2 separate regions of the Mus musculus genome follow, and region 2 is linked to region 1. Evidence: chromatin contacts called from public HiChIP or PLAC-seq data. All regions are on one chromosome and are shown on one strand. Each heading gives the region's core, a stretch centred on a gene start, on an enhancer-like site or on the middle of the called end of the contact. The rest is flanking DNA. Distances are from core to core; before and after follow the strand shown.

The links. HiChIP or PLAC-seq counts read pairs in DNA pulled down with a chosen protein or histone mark.
Region 2: a contact with region 1 is called in an HNF4G HiChIP or PLAC-seq map of pancreatic cancer cells. The contact joins the promoter of Slc22a15 here to the enhancer-like site in region 1. A contact is called at or near these places in 3 of 39 promoter capture datasets (hippocampal neurons and liver), 2 of 484 Hi-C or Micro-C datasets (LSK cells and pre-megakaryocyte-erythroid progenitors), 3 of 115 datasets of contacts at active chromatin or transcription factors (embryonic stem cells, pancreatic cancer cells and stem cell-derived neural progenitor cells) and 2 of 9 other capture datasets (adipose tissue and liver).

The regions. Positions count from the first base shown.
Region 1 is chr3:101,491,318-101,498,407 of GRCm38.p6, reverse strand. No RefSeq gene overlaps it. Among named protein-coding and RNA genes, the nearest start is that of Gm40109, 13 kb to the left of the region's middle. Within about 2 kb of position 4,362, at least 63 of the 459 cell types and tissues checked have an H3K27ac peak or open chromatin away from gene starts, as enhancers often do. A contact at or near this core is called in pancreatic cancer cells, where this site is marked.
Region 2 is chr3:101,921,698-101,928,787 of GRCm38.p6, reverse strand. It overlaps Slc22a15 (solute carrier family 22 (organic anion/cation transporter), member 15), which reads left to right and starts at 4,335. Exons shown (of 12, transcript NM_001039371.2): 1 at 4,335-4,756. The coding sequence starts at 4,670.

The DNA of each region.
Region 1 (7,090 bases), core at 3,113-5,612:
GTGTGGGCTTAGTGTGTCCATGAGTCCTGGTTAAGACAGCGGCATATAACAGGTAGCTTTTTCCCCACCCAAAGTGTTCTTTCAGTGAGGGAGGCGGTTGGAAGTCTTTCTGAAACCTGAAGGTACCCTCGCCATGCAAAGGCCTCACAAAGCTCAAGCCTGGGCTAGCAACCGTGAAGCACACGGGTCTACTGTGGCCTGTGGTGGCTGGGAGGACTCTGTTTAGGACAGGTCAGAATAAAGTTTCTCCCACCTGTTTCCTCTGCCCTGTTACCCAGAGCCTGGATGGAAAGTGGGTCCCCTGCCTGCTCAGGAAGAGCAGGGGCAGCCGAGGAAGCCCTCGCATGCTTCCTCTCTCCTAACTGGACTCTATAGCTCCAGTCATGAGGCAGATGTTACAGTGATGACTCTTAAGTTCTTATTAGCTTTCTACCCTGAGTGTACAAGAGAAAGGAAGCATGCCATAGCCTGCCACAGGGAGCAAAAGATCTTCCAGGTCTTATGCCTGGTTAGCAATTTCATAAGAAGCCATAGGCTTCCTCTGCAAAACTGCCAAGTCCCGTGTTCAGTTCAGGATATGTAGCTCACCACAAGATGGGTCACCAGCTTAGAGACAGCCACAGGCTGGTGTTTGAAATAAAGGAAGAGCCTTTCCATGCCCAATAAGAGCCCAAGACAGGCAGAGGCCAAATGTTTCCTTACCCGAGGCTCATCAGCCATCAGCTTTGACAGGCCGCACCTGTCTCCCACTGAAAGCCTCTAAGCCAAGTAGGACAGCTGGGGACCCCAGAGGATGTGGTACGCTCCTGAGGTGCTACTATAGCCAAGCGGTCTCTTCACAGTGTGCTGCGGAAAACAATACTGTGAGAAGGAAGGGGGAGCAGCAAGAGGCAGGTTCTAGATCTGCCGCAGCTTCTAAATCAGGTCCAGCCGGATGGACGCGGAGGTAACTGCATTACAGGAAACACTGAAAGGTTAATACGAAGCCAGCTGATACCCAAAGCGAACAATTAGGAAGGTTAAGGGGCTTAATATTAGATTAGTCGCGGTGAGGATAAAGTTCACAGCTTCCGGGATAGAAGTCTGACTCAGAAATTATTTTAGTTGATGGCTCCGGGTCTGCTCTTGTTGATACGTTTCTCTTTCTGGTAACTAAGGGGGAAAAAAATCACTTATTCATATACAATTCATGTTCCCTCCCTGCCCTTTCTCTCCTGCTAGGAAATGTCTGGTTTCCTTGGGTTTTAGACACGGGATCCTACTCATATCTCATCCTCCTGGAAGGCTTCCTCCTCAGTGTGATTTGTGATGTCCTGCATCTTCATGGTGGATATGTTCTTGGGATATAGATCAAGACAACTAATAGTTTCTCACGTCAATAGCTCAGCCCAGAAGAGACTTGAGAGTTAACACAACACAGGGAAGCAGCTTGGGCAGCCAGGGAGACAGAGAAAGATAAAGAATTCCCATAGACCCCAAACCTAGCAGCTCTTTCATTTTCCCTGTGAGATTTTTTTACACATGTAGATTCCTAGGCCAACTGAGTCAGAATCTAGCCGGGAGCAGCGTGGAAGTTTGCATACCCTGAAGCTCTCTGGATGACACCATGGCCAGCCTGGTTTGGAAACCACTTGCTCAGGGCCACAGGGAAGAAATGCAAGGCCAGGAGGGTCAGGGAAGCCTCAGATACTGGGCATGACCACTTACGTGACTTCCTAGTTCTCATGCAGCAAGTGAGCTTCCCTGGTCTCGCTTCATAATGTAAGCCCCACATGGGGCGCCACATGCAGTTTGTGGGAGCAGAGTTAATTTTCAAAATCGATTCTCTCCTCAGACCCTGAAACCAGTCCAGGTTTCAGAGACCTGGCTAATGGAGACCATGCTTGCTCCTCCAACTGAACCAGCCCAAAGCAATCCAACCACGATTACAAAACCCAGGGTACCTGAGGCTGAGTGAGTCCTTAGAGACACTCCAGCTCATTCGGTTTTGAACTGTATTCCTAGGCAGCCTAGGCCACATGACCTCTCATGGAGAGCAGAGAGTGGAGGCTCAGTAGAAAGGCTGCTGTAAAAGACAAGCTTTTTTCCTCCTGCTTCCAGACTCCCAGAATAATGACTGAGGCTCGAAATACATTTACAAACACCTTACCCATAATTTTTTGGCATATAATCTGACTAGCTCATAAATTAATACTCCATTTACTCTGACTGAAGTTCTGCAGGTTACCTCCACTCAGGTGCCATTAGTCCTCCTTCGGTTCCAAGAGCCAAATCCTCTCGCGCCTGGCCCTATCCCAGAATCCTTTCTGCCTACCAGACGTTCCGCCTTCTATTCTATCCTTTCCTATAGGCCATAGGGTTTTTTTGATTTTTGCTTTTTGTTTTTTTTTTTATTGACAAGTGATGCATCCACACAACACACAAGATAGTCTCTCCACAGACTGCTGGCCTCCTCTGCTTCTGTTTCCACCACTTTATAGCTGTTGCTATAGTGATTAGCTGTCGATCCATTTCCCAGATGCTGCCATTGCTAACCCAACCCAGGGCCTGGCTACTTTCCATCCAGTGTCCAGCATGGTGGCTTTCAGACCTGAGGCCAGTCACGGCTCTCTCCTGTTCAAGACCGTACATTGGGTTTCCATTGCCCACAAATGGCAATCCAAGGTCGTCACTGTGGCCTGTGTATCCCTTTGTGTTCCCTCCCGGCCGCTTTGTCTTCCATCATGCAGGTCACTTGCAGACTCACCCGTACCAAGCAGCTTCCTACCCACCTCCCGGCTCTTCCTCTTCCTTCTGTCTGAAGTACCTGCCTCATATTAGGCAAGTGTTCTATCTCTGAGCAAAGTTACTCAGGCTGATCTCGAACTTACTCTATACTCAAGACAGGCAAGCTTTGGACTTGCAATCCTCTTGGCTTAGCTTTTTTGTTGTTGTTGTTTTTTCGAGACAGGGTTTCTCTGTGTAGCCCTAGCTGTCCTGGAACTCACTTTGTAGACCAGGCTGGCCTCAAACTCCTGCCTGCTTCTGCCTCCCGAGTGCTGGGATTAGAGGTGTGCACCATCACACCAGGCTGGCTCAGCTTTTCAAGTAGCTGAGATTATAAACACACCACACACACCAGGCACAGCTGTTGTTTTTCTTATTGCCTTTTAGACAAAGAATCCACCGAAGGCTCACAGACCTTTCTAAAGCAGGCAGTGAGAGTTGGTGAAACAAAACCCCTAAGCCAAACACATCTCACAACTCACTGCCCATGAAGTTGTCCATTGTACTAAAATAAAGTTTTATTGAAACACAGCCACACTAGTCTGTTTCTATATTGTCAGGTCATTCACTCTCTGGCCCTTTATAGAAAATGTTTGCCAAGCCCTGCTCCGAGTAATAATGTGACTAACTCAAAGTATTACTGTTTAGAGGTGTTTCCCATTCGTGCTGGGTAGTTTTATGCCAACTTGACACGAACTAGTTATCAGAGGGCATGGAGCCGCAATTGAGACAACGTCTTTATAAGATTGGGCTGTAGCCAAGCATGTAGGGCGTTGTCTTAGCTATTGATCAATGGGAGAAGGCTCAGCCCATTGTGGGTGGTGTCATTCCTGGCCTGGTGGTCCTGGGTTCCACAAGAAAGCAGGCTGAGCAAGCCATGGGGAGCAAGCCAGTGAGCAGCACTGCCTCTGTATCAGCTCCGGCCTCCAGGCTCCTGCCCTGTCTGAGGTGCTATACTGAATTCTTCAGTGATGAATGGTGATGTGGAGGTGTAAGCCAAATAAACCCTTTCCTCCCCAGCTTGCTTTTGGTTATGGAGTTTCATCATAGCAATAGTAACCCTGACTAAGACACCAATCAACTCCATTTTTACTGGAAGTCATTTTGAGATTAGTACCAACTGTTCTACAGATGAAGAAACTGAGGCCCAGAAAGGAGATGGCTCGCCCAAGGTGACACAGACAGCAAGAGGCAAAACCGGAAACCAAACCCAGCCACCAGCGCTCCGAAGAGGGCTGAACAACTGAACAACTGCAGCTGTTGCTGGAGCCTGAATGTGCTTCTCATCTGCCCAGCCGCAGAGTGGCAGCAGCTGGCGGTGTTGACTGTGAGAAGACAGGGGCCGGGAAGCAACTGTACATGATGTAGATACTCAGGAGTAATCTCAAAGAGCAGACAATGTCACCAGGAGCTTTCTGTGCATAGGAAAGGCGGCTAGCTCACAGAAGTCTGCCCACCACAAGCCATGTGTGGCTTCTGTAAATCTCTAACAGTTAATCACATGACTGCTCAAGCCGCGGCAGTCTTCCCACCCAGGCTTGGACAGACCTTTCTCAGCTTGCCAAGGAGCTGCTCAAGAACCTGAACGGCTGTCACATCACTTGTGTGAGAGAGCCCTCTAGTGTCCATTTCTGGTATTGCCTCCCTTGCCATGGGCTCTGTAGACAACAGGGACACTGTTTTTCTAGGTCTTTTGACTTTAAGGAACTCATCTAGTACAGTAGACTTAAAAGGTGTTGCTCTCTTCAGAGCTCCCTGAAGAGGCTGTTATGCAAAGCCTAACTACACTACCATTGGGCATTGCCTGTTTGCAGGTTTTCCCTTCAGTTCTGACTCCGTGGCCTTTCATAGGCTCTGGAGTTCAGTCTGCAGACAGATTTGACCTTCCACAACAACTTGACATATGGGAAGCTGTCTCAGTTGCCTCCAGCTAAGCTCTGTTTCCGGAAGTATTTTGTGTTGTCAGTTTGGGGTGGTTAATTTTTATGGAGATCGAAAAATATATTTTTATTGCCTTTTATATATTTATTTTGTGTTGGGGGCTATGCATGTTTGCTACCATGCTTGTGTGGAGGACAGAGGACAACCTGAAGCAGTCAGTCCCAGGGATCAACTTCAGGCTTGGTGCCAAGTGCCTTTAACTTGCTGATACACCTTACTGTCCTCAATTCTGCAGAGGGTGATGTTTGAGATAGGGTCTTGCTAGGTGCCTTCGACTGGTTTCAAACTCCCTATCTTCCTGCCTCTACGTCTTTGTACTGGGATAACTGGTGTGACCCACCACCACCCAAGCTGCCATGCTACACTATTTTAATTGTTTATCAACGTTGTATACACTGGGATTGTCAGCGTGGCTGAAAGCAGCAGGTGACGCTTGTTTTGAGTCCCTGTGCTCAGCAGTAGTCAGAAGCGGTAGCCGAGGCCCAGGAGCTGCTGTCTCATCTGACAGGCAAGGACTCTGTAGGACCAATGTTCACAACTTCCTGTTGCTGATTGCCTCGCACTTAATCACAGAGAATCATCTGTATGAGAGCTACTGGCCTGGGGTTGGGGGGGGGGGGGCAGGTGCTGTGCTGAACCCCCATGTGCTGACACAGGCACCACGGTTCCCAATTTTCAGATGTGACTCAGAGTCCAAAGCTCTGAGCAGCTTGCCCATGGCCTAACATCAAGCATCAGATCAATGTGTCTAAGTGCTATGGCCAGGGAGGCCTGGATTTAACCCAGAAAGCAGCAGCAGTCGGACCACATCTCTCTCAATGCCCCAGGTCGCTCTGAATCCCAGCTCTGGACCTGAAAATCTCCCCTGTTGAAGAGCGGACTTGTGTCAGGTCGTGTGTGGCCGACTCAGAAAGGAGTTCCCAGTTACTAGGTTTCCCTTTCTGTCCATAACGAATTTGAAGGAAGGCAATGGCTTGTGGTAGACACACAGGCTCCCTTTGCTTTCTGTTGAACATCTGCCTTGAGCGCTTTCTGTTGTTGCCTGTCTGGTGCTCTGAGGTCCTCCAAGGGAGGCTTTGACATGGGGTCTAGGTCTGAACTCTGAGCATTTCGCCTTCCAGGTTGCCCCTTGTCGCCCCTTCGTCTGCCCATGTGTCCACTGCTGTGCCCTATGCATTGAACAGCTTATCCCGTTGAGCTATTTGAGAGGTTAAATGTTAATTGACTCACTTGATCTCAACCATCACTTACTGTTACTCCCCTGTGGGAGTAACCATGCATTCCTAGGAGACTGAAGGCCCATCTCTTTAACAAAGCCAAAAGGCTCCCAGGCCCTTTCTCCAGAACCTTCAGCCCTCTCCTACTCCACATTCTTCCAGTATTTGCCTGTCAGTCTTCTAGTTCTTGTGACACTCTTGTCCCCATCTACTGAGGCTTTATTAGTCCTATCCTTGGCCAGGAAACATCTCCTCCACCACCTCTCCCCTCCCCTCCCTCCTGCCCTCTTAGCTGGTACCTGCTCTTCTGACCTGAGGCTCTGTTTAGCCACCACCTCACAATTGTGGATCCCACGGGCCTCACAGCCCAGCTCAGTTCCCCAACAGCCACGCTGGGACTCCAGGCCTGTCCTCACCTTAGACTTAGAAGCCTGCACTCATTTAGTTGATGACCACAGTCCATCCTACCAGGCCATGAGGTCCCCGATGTCCTCAGAGAGTTGCTGCATCTGCTTCTACTCGCTCTTGCACCTCTAGTGCGGGGCATAACTCAGTTTTGTAGACAGGGAGTAGACAGAGTGGGAGAGGGGAAGGAACTTCCTTGACATGGTCCCTAGCTTATGATGATTCAGCCCAGGACTTTCCTCTCACCGTGGTATGAGTGGAAACTGGTATCCAGCGTTTTGTTCTTTTCTGGGCTAGTGATACACAGTAGCCCAAAAGTGCACTGTAGAACCACAGTCCCTGCCCATGGTGGAAGGGAGATGTGAGTGTCGTTTAAGTGGGTATTGCTGCTACACTTGGATAGCCCTGAGGTTAGCTGCATTCAGGGCTTTACCAGTTGATGGTGTTTTGCTGTTCCTGTTTGACACAATTCCACTGTCTGCTGGGCATCCATGTTTCTCCAGATGACATTGAGCCAACCTAAGAAACGTACCCGAGGCTGTCCGCTGGCGACATAGCAGAAGGCTGAGCCCAAGCTTCCCAGCAAGTCCACTTCTTTTCCACCCTGAACTCACTCCTAGCAGAGGCCTCTGCTGGCCTTTCTGAGCTGGAGTGTATGATTTCATCCCTTCCTGAAGGAAGAGGCCTTCAGAGGTACACCCAGTCTCTTCCCCCTCCAACCACACACAGAGGCGGTGTAGAATGTTTGCCACATGGAGAGC
Region 2 (7,090 bases), core at 3,086-5,585, 430 kb before region 1:
GTGGTACTGCTAGACCAGGCACCGAGTGAATTAATACCCCACAGAGCAACATAATCACAGTTATCTTTTCTGTTAAGAATAATCATTTGCCTCTTTCCCCACACACATAACATAGGTAAGCTGACCCATGGCCTCCCAGTTTGCTATTAAAAGAGCCTGGGCTATTAAATAATCCATTATCACTGCCATGAAAACATACTTGTTTTTTGCCTTCTTGTTTCTATATTAAAAATAATTATTCTCAGCAATAAAACATGTTCTGAATCTTTCTAATCAAAACTCTTTCCATGAACCTTGAGTCCCGGGTTAGAGACTCAGGAAGCTGAGAGAAGGCTGTTGCTTGACTGTGCTCTGCTCTGCTCTTTATTCATCCTGAGATGGCAGCCCACAATCTCTAAACATGAGGACTCACCTCTATTAAGCCTCCCTAGAAACACCTTCACAGGCGTATCCAGAAGGTTGTCTCCTAGGTAATTTAAAACTTGCCAACGTGACAATCATTTAGAAACATTTCCAGAATGTGACATCTTTGTGCCCCCTGAGATACAGTATTCCTAAAACATTGTATAGGTTTTTAATCACTTTGCAAAGAGGATACACACATAGATTCTATGTAGAATGTATAGATAAAAACATCGTGGGAAAGCACAGTTTTATAGGTGTTAAAAATTGTAGGTGTAACTTCCAAAACACTAATAAAGATGTGACCCAGAGCTCCCAGAGTAGCAAAAGGAATATAGATCTTAAAAAATAGATTAAATCCCAGCACTTGGGAGACAGTGGGAGATATGTCTCTGAATTAATGTCCATCCTGGTCTACAAAGTGAGTTCCAGGCCAGCCAGGGGGGCATAGTGAGACCTTGTCTTTAAAAATAAATGCAATAATCCAACAGATGACCAAGGCAGTTAAAAGAAGCACAGAGCAGGATGGCGAAAACAATTTTGACTATATAATTCATCACAAATATATCGAGATTTATTCTCCACTTAAATGTCTAGTATAGTGGTATATGTCTTTAATCCCAGCACTCAGGAGGCAGAGGGGCAGAGGGGCAGAGGGGCAGAGGCAGGTGGACTCCTGTGAGCTCAAGGATAGCCTAGTCTACATATCAAGTTTCAGGCCACTAAAGGCTAAATAGGAAGACAACAAAACAAAAACAAACCAAACAGAAACAGACAAAGCAAAGGAACAAACAATAGACTATCAGGTTGAATGGGAAGAGAGAGACTGTAGAGAGAATATCTTGAATATTGTATGGATGCATCACCTGTCAATTAAAAAAACCTTGGCCATATAGCTAGACTCTTCTCTAACTAAATATAACTTAAGATAACACATTTAGTTTAATCCACATTTACTACGTGTCTGGCTACCTGTGCTCAGGTACCATGTATCTGTCTCCTCACATCTTCCCGGGTGGCTTTTCCACCTGGCTCTATCCCAGAATTCTTTCTCCTTCTGGATGACCCACCTCCTATTTCCTGCATAAGCCATAGGCCATAGGCTTGTTAATTGACCAATCAGGGATAGCTTGAGGGGCAGCATCACGTGGTGTGCTGAGGATCTCCTTTCCCTGAGGTAGCCAGGGCCAGTGTTTAGCATTACAGTACATATCAACAGACCAAACCTCAACAAGAGACTGTCAAGATGAATGAAATAAGTCCTCCTCCCATAAACTTCCAAAAGAAGGAAGAGTAAACAAAAGATAAGGATAAGATGAAGACTACAACAAGATTTCAAGGAAATTATTAATAATAAACAAGTGACTTAGATTGTCCTCTTGTGAACTTATAAATTTAAAAAGAGAATCTAAAAAGAAAATAATTTGGAAGATGTTGATATATTTATTAAAGAATGATATAAGCCTTTAGTATGCATGCCAATGATTTCAGTAAGATTACAAGTATGATGTACTAACTTACAGAATGTTCTGAGCCCAGCAAATGAAAACCATGTGTTGTTCTCAACACATATGGTGCAGGGTTTTGTTTTGTTTTGTTTACAATGAATGCACTGTAATACAATGATGCTAGGTCCCAGGAAAAGTCAGGCAGTTCTAGGATTTAATATTGTCTTTGCCCACAAAATGTTCAAATAAATAATAATTAAAAAATGTTAAAAGGTACAACTTTTAACTAGAAAGGTAAAAAGAATGCTCAAAAACATAACACTGGTTAAAGAGCAAATTACAATACCATTACAAAATACTGCTTAGGAGAACTGGTAAATCAGGGTAAATAGTACTTAGAGGATTGTATACCCTTTCACATAATCACTCTTTACAAAGGAGATTGTAACAAGGTGCAGTAGGCTGGCTAGCCTGCTCTCTCAGCCTTCTAGAAGACAAAAGCAGGAAGATCAGGAGTTTAAGGATAGCCTTGGCTATATAACAAATTTGAAGCCAACTTGGGATACAGCAGTGCTTATCTTAAATAAATCAAAGATGGCTAGGGAGAGAAAGTGTTGAAAGCCAACAAGCTATAAACACTGACACTATCTAGCTAGTAAAAGAATCACAAAGTAACAAAGCTAAACAAAATATATATAAAAAAAATTCCAAAGTCTGCGAACTACAATTTTATATTCAAATATTTTCTGTGTAGAAAAAAAGTGGGAAAAATGCAAAACAAATAATGAATTATTTAATAAATAACTATGTAACACTAAACAAAGTATGTCATAATAAAAATAACGAAAAGTGGGGTGCAAATACAGCCAGATCATGGTCTAGGAGGGCAAAATGAGCAAGTTTATTCCCAAAACAGTCGTAAATAAAAATGGAAACATTTTTAGAAAAAAAAATAGTAAAAGTTCTTTAATAAGAAACAAAGCTGAGTGACCCCTCTCCTCCCTGCCCCTCCCTCTTCTCACAGAGAGCACTGCCTGCCAAGAAAGCTAGACCATATGGTTAAAGGGAAGTCTTGCTGCTTTATCTTTGTAGTCCTGGCTGCCAGGGATCTCATTCTGTAGCTGAGCCCAGCCTCTGCTTCCCCAGGGCTGGAATCAAAGGTCTGTGCTGCCTCTATGGCTGCTGCCACCACCACTGGCTTAAGCACTTCCAATTCATCTTTTGTGGCCACCACACTGGCTGCTTCCAACCCTGCCATAGTCAACATTGTATCATTTTATTACAATAATTAGGTAGATGACCACTAAAGGGCAGTTATAAACAGCAGACATAATTAATGGGAAATTGTGGAAGCACAACAAGAATGCTTGCAAGACAAGGGGACCTCCTGGTCATCCATTATACTCTGTATTATATTCAGGGGATGGTTCGTTTTAACGATCAAAACCTAGCCTCGGCTGGGAAGGAAGTTCCCATTCACTCAGTGAGGAGCAGTCTAGAGTAGGTTGGCCCTGGACATGCTTCTGAGGGAATTTGTTTAAAAACTGGGTTGTTAGAAAGCCCCCCCCCCCCATATGTGTGAGGCCATTTCATAGGTTGGGCCCTAGTCTGAACGAATGAGTGAGGGAACTAGCTGATCACTGGTGAGCGCATCCATCACATCACTGCCCTCTGTTCTTGTCTGTGGATGCCATGTTACTAGCTGCTTAAGTTCCTGGTGCCTCGACTTCCCAGCAATGATGGGCTCTGAGAGAAACTGTGAGCCAAATAAACTCCACCCCCCCCCCCGCCCCCAAGTTTCTTCTGTCATGCTATTATCACACCAACAGAAAGCAAAGGTAAACTTAGCGATAGTTTAGATTAGTAGTTCTCAACCTTCCTAATGCAGTGACTCTCTAACACAGTTCCTCGTGTTGTGGTGACCCCCTAACCATAAAAATAATTTTTTGTTATTGCATAACTGTAATCTTGCTACTGTTATGAATTGTAATGTAAATATCTGATATCTGACCCTTGTGAAAGGGTCTTTGGTCCTGACCCACATGTTGAGATATGCTGGTTTAGATACTTGCAATAGTTTAAAAACAAAACAGGATTAGGTGTGGGGCCACTAGTAATCTGTCCCCACACTTCTTCAGCCCTGTGCCAAACTCCATTGACAGACCTTGGCAACCATGACCCCCTGCCCTTGTCCCTTGTCCCTTGTCCGTGGGCCTAGTGGGCACTACTAAGTGGATGTCTCGAGGCGCGGAGCTTACATCTGACCCTGTGTACCTAAAGCAAGACAAAGGAGGAAGGGGACAGATGCCTCCCGGCCCTCTTCTCGGAAGGCTCTAGAGCTCTGAGCGCCCCCGCATTCCACCGCTTTGTGCGAAGGGGCGAACCCCGCGGGACACGGCGTGGAGCTGCCGGCCCCTCCCGTGAGTCGCCCTGGCCGCCCGCGCCGCACCCACTTCCTCTTTCCCTTCCGCGCGCCAGCCAACCGCTCGCCAAAAATTCCTGTCACTTCTGACAGGAAGCGGGGAGGCCGCGCCGGGGCGACCAGCATCGCATCTCCGCCGCGACCCCGGACCCGGTCGTCTGCAGGGTCCCGCCTGCGCCTGGGCCCCAGCCCCGCCCGGTTCTCCACCCCCGGCTCGGCCCAGTCCTCTGTCCCCGCCTCGGCCGCGGTCCGCCCGGTCCTCCTTCCCGGTCCCTGCCGCTCGGCCCTCCGTCCCCGCCCGGCTCAGTCCTCGGTCGCTCCGTCGCCCGATCTTCAGCCACCGCGCAGCCAGGTCCTCCGTCGCGGTGGCGGCCGGGTCCTCGGGCGCGAGCCCGCCATGGAGGTGGAGGAGGCGTTCCAGGCGGTGGGCGAGATGGGCCTCTATCAGATGTACTTGTGCTTCCTGCTGGCTGTGCTGCTGCAGGTGAGTCCCCGGCTCCCCGCGGCCCCCGGGGCGCTCTCAGCTCAGGCTGGCCCCAGGTGTGGCGCGAGAGCGCAGGGAGGGAGGGGGCGGGCGGGCGCCGCGCGGTGGCGGGCCAGCCACTGAGCTCTCCCAGGCTGTCACCCAGAGCCTGGCACTGACACTTCGCCACCAGAGCTAGTTGAAAGATGAAACCCATTACCCGGGATCAAAAGGATTCGGCACCCTAACCCCTTACAGAGTGAGACAGAGAAAGCATGGACAACCTGCCCACAAAAGATCAGGTCTAGCTAGTATGGCCTCCTTCAGCCCTCTCTGAGATTGAGGGAGGCTTCCTATTAAAGGGGCTTTCCATCCACGGGAATTTATTTCTCTCTAGTTAAAGTTCTACTGGGTTATTAAGCTCCGAGGCCAGCTTTGGTCTAGGGAAATGATACCATCCACACAGTGTGGTTCATTGTATTGAATTCTCAGAAACCAGCTGCACACCTCAACCTAAAACTCTTGATTTTAGGAGTCCTTGGGCTCTTTAAGAGGTTCATTCTTGTAGTCCTAGCACTATGGAAACTGAGGCAGGAGAAGGATGGCTCTTCTTCTAGGCAAATTCAAAGCCAGCCTGAGCAGCTCAGATTGTCCCTAGGAAGCAGGTCAGTCAGTGGTAAAGCCCTAGATGTGCAAGGCTCTGGGTTTGATCCCTACCACCAGGGCCAGAAAATGAAGCTAGCTCCCTGTCCCGGAGGCTTGCAATCCTGGGATGAAGTGGTCTGTGACACTGACACTGTGAGGCTGACAGCTGAGCTAAGTAAGTTAAGGTATTATTGCAAGGGAAGTACTGGCTGGCCGCGGTTATAACCAGAGCCCACAAGTTGCTTCAACGTTGTGTTGATGCTGCAGCAGGAAGAGAGGCAGTAAGGTAAAACTTAATCTACTGATTCTCTTTCCCCATTAAAATCTTCAGTTGACTTCAGCACCAGGCAGAACATCGGTTCAAGTGGTGATACTTGGAAGCCTTTCTCTTAGCAGAGTAAGAATTAGTATAGAGAAATAGAACTGCAACTGCAATGTCTGGTCTTCATGTATAATGGTTTCTTTGACAATATTCCATCTAACCAGGAGTTCCAAGTATATATCCCCTCTCCTGGCAATCCTTTTGGCCACTTCTCTGCTCCACTTCTTGTGTTAGCATCTTATTTGCCTAGCCAGGTGGTTGCCAACTTAGAATCAAATCTTGAGTGTGGCACTGAGAAGGCCAGTATTCTGGGTCAGGACCTGTTAACTTTCCTGGGCTTTTATCACCTCGTTGCCAGCTGGAGATGCAGGGCCTTGCGCTTTTTATACGAGAGCTTTACTGCTGACCTACACCTTCTTCCCCTCCCTCCCATGCTTTTATTAATGGCTGACCTAGTTCATTGTAGTTTGTTAAGGAAGAGTTCCAAGCCCATGATCTTTTTGCTCAGCAACTGTTGGTTGATTTATGGTCACCATTTGCCAAGTTTTCAAGTGTTATTGGCAATGGATGGTTGTTTATCTTGTAGGTGTGGGCTGTATGGGTTGCCGTGTCCCTGCCTCCACCTGAGTTCCACGGGAAGACGACTTTATAATTCGATGTGTCTGAAAGGATAGCTGATTCTTCTGAAGTCCCTGCTGTGGAGAAGTGATGAGGGTCACACCGTAGCGTTATTGAAGACCTTACTGTACTATAGTCTAAGTCCAGCCCATTGCAATAGAAGAGTTCAGCCATGGAGAGAACCTGCCGTTCTCACTGCCTGCATCCGCAGTGAAAAAGATGCCTCTGATCACAGGCTTAAACACGTGCAAGAAGTCAGAGCAGATGAAGGAAGACCCAGATGAAGGAGCAGTTGCAGGCCCAGCTGCTGTACTGCTTGACCAATACTTGACAGGGGACATGGAACACCGAAGCACCCACCCCAACATTTTGAGCACAAAACCAAAAAGAGCTGCCTTTCACATTCACACCCCCTCCCTAGATCTTGCTTACAAATATTTTTGTAGGTCATCTTAGACAAGAATATCCCAGGCTACACTTGAGTTTGTAATATTAAGTGCATCTTTAATAGTTCCATCTGCTAAAGGATAGCTGTATTGATAACAGATTGTACTTTTATGTTGATTTACTTAATTTTTTAAATTTTTTTGTTGTTGTTATTGTTGTTGTTGTTGTTTTTCCAAGACAGGGTTTCTTTGTGTAGTCTTGGCTATCCTGGAACTCACTCTGTAGATCAGGCAGACCTCGAACTCAGAAATCCGCCTGCCTCTGCCTCCCAAGCACTGGGATTAAAGGTGTGCGCCACCACCGCCCGGCCCAAAAAAAATTTT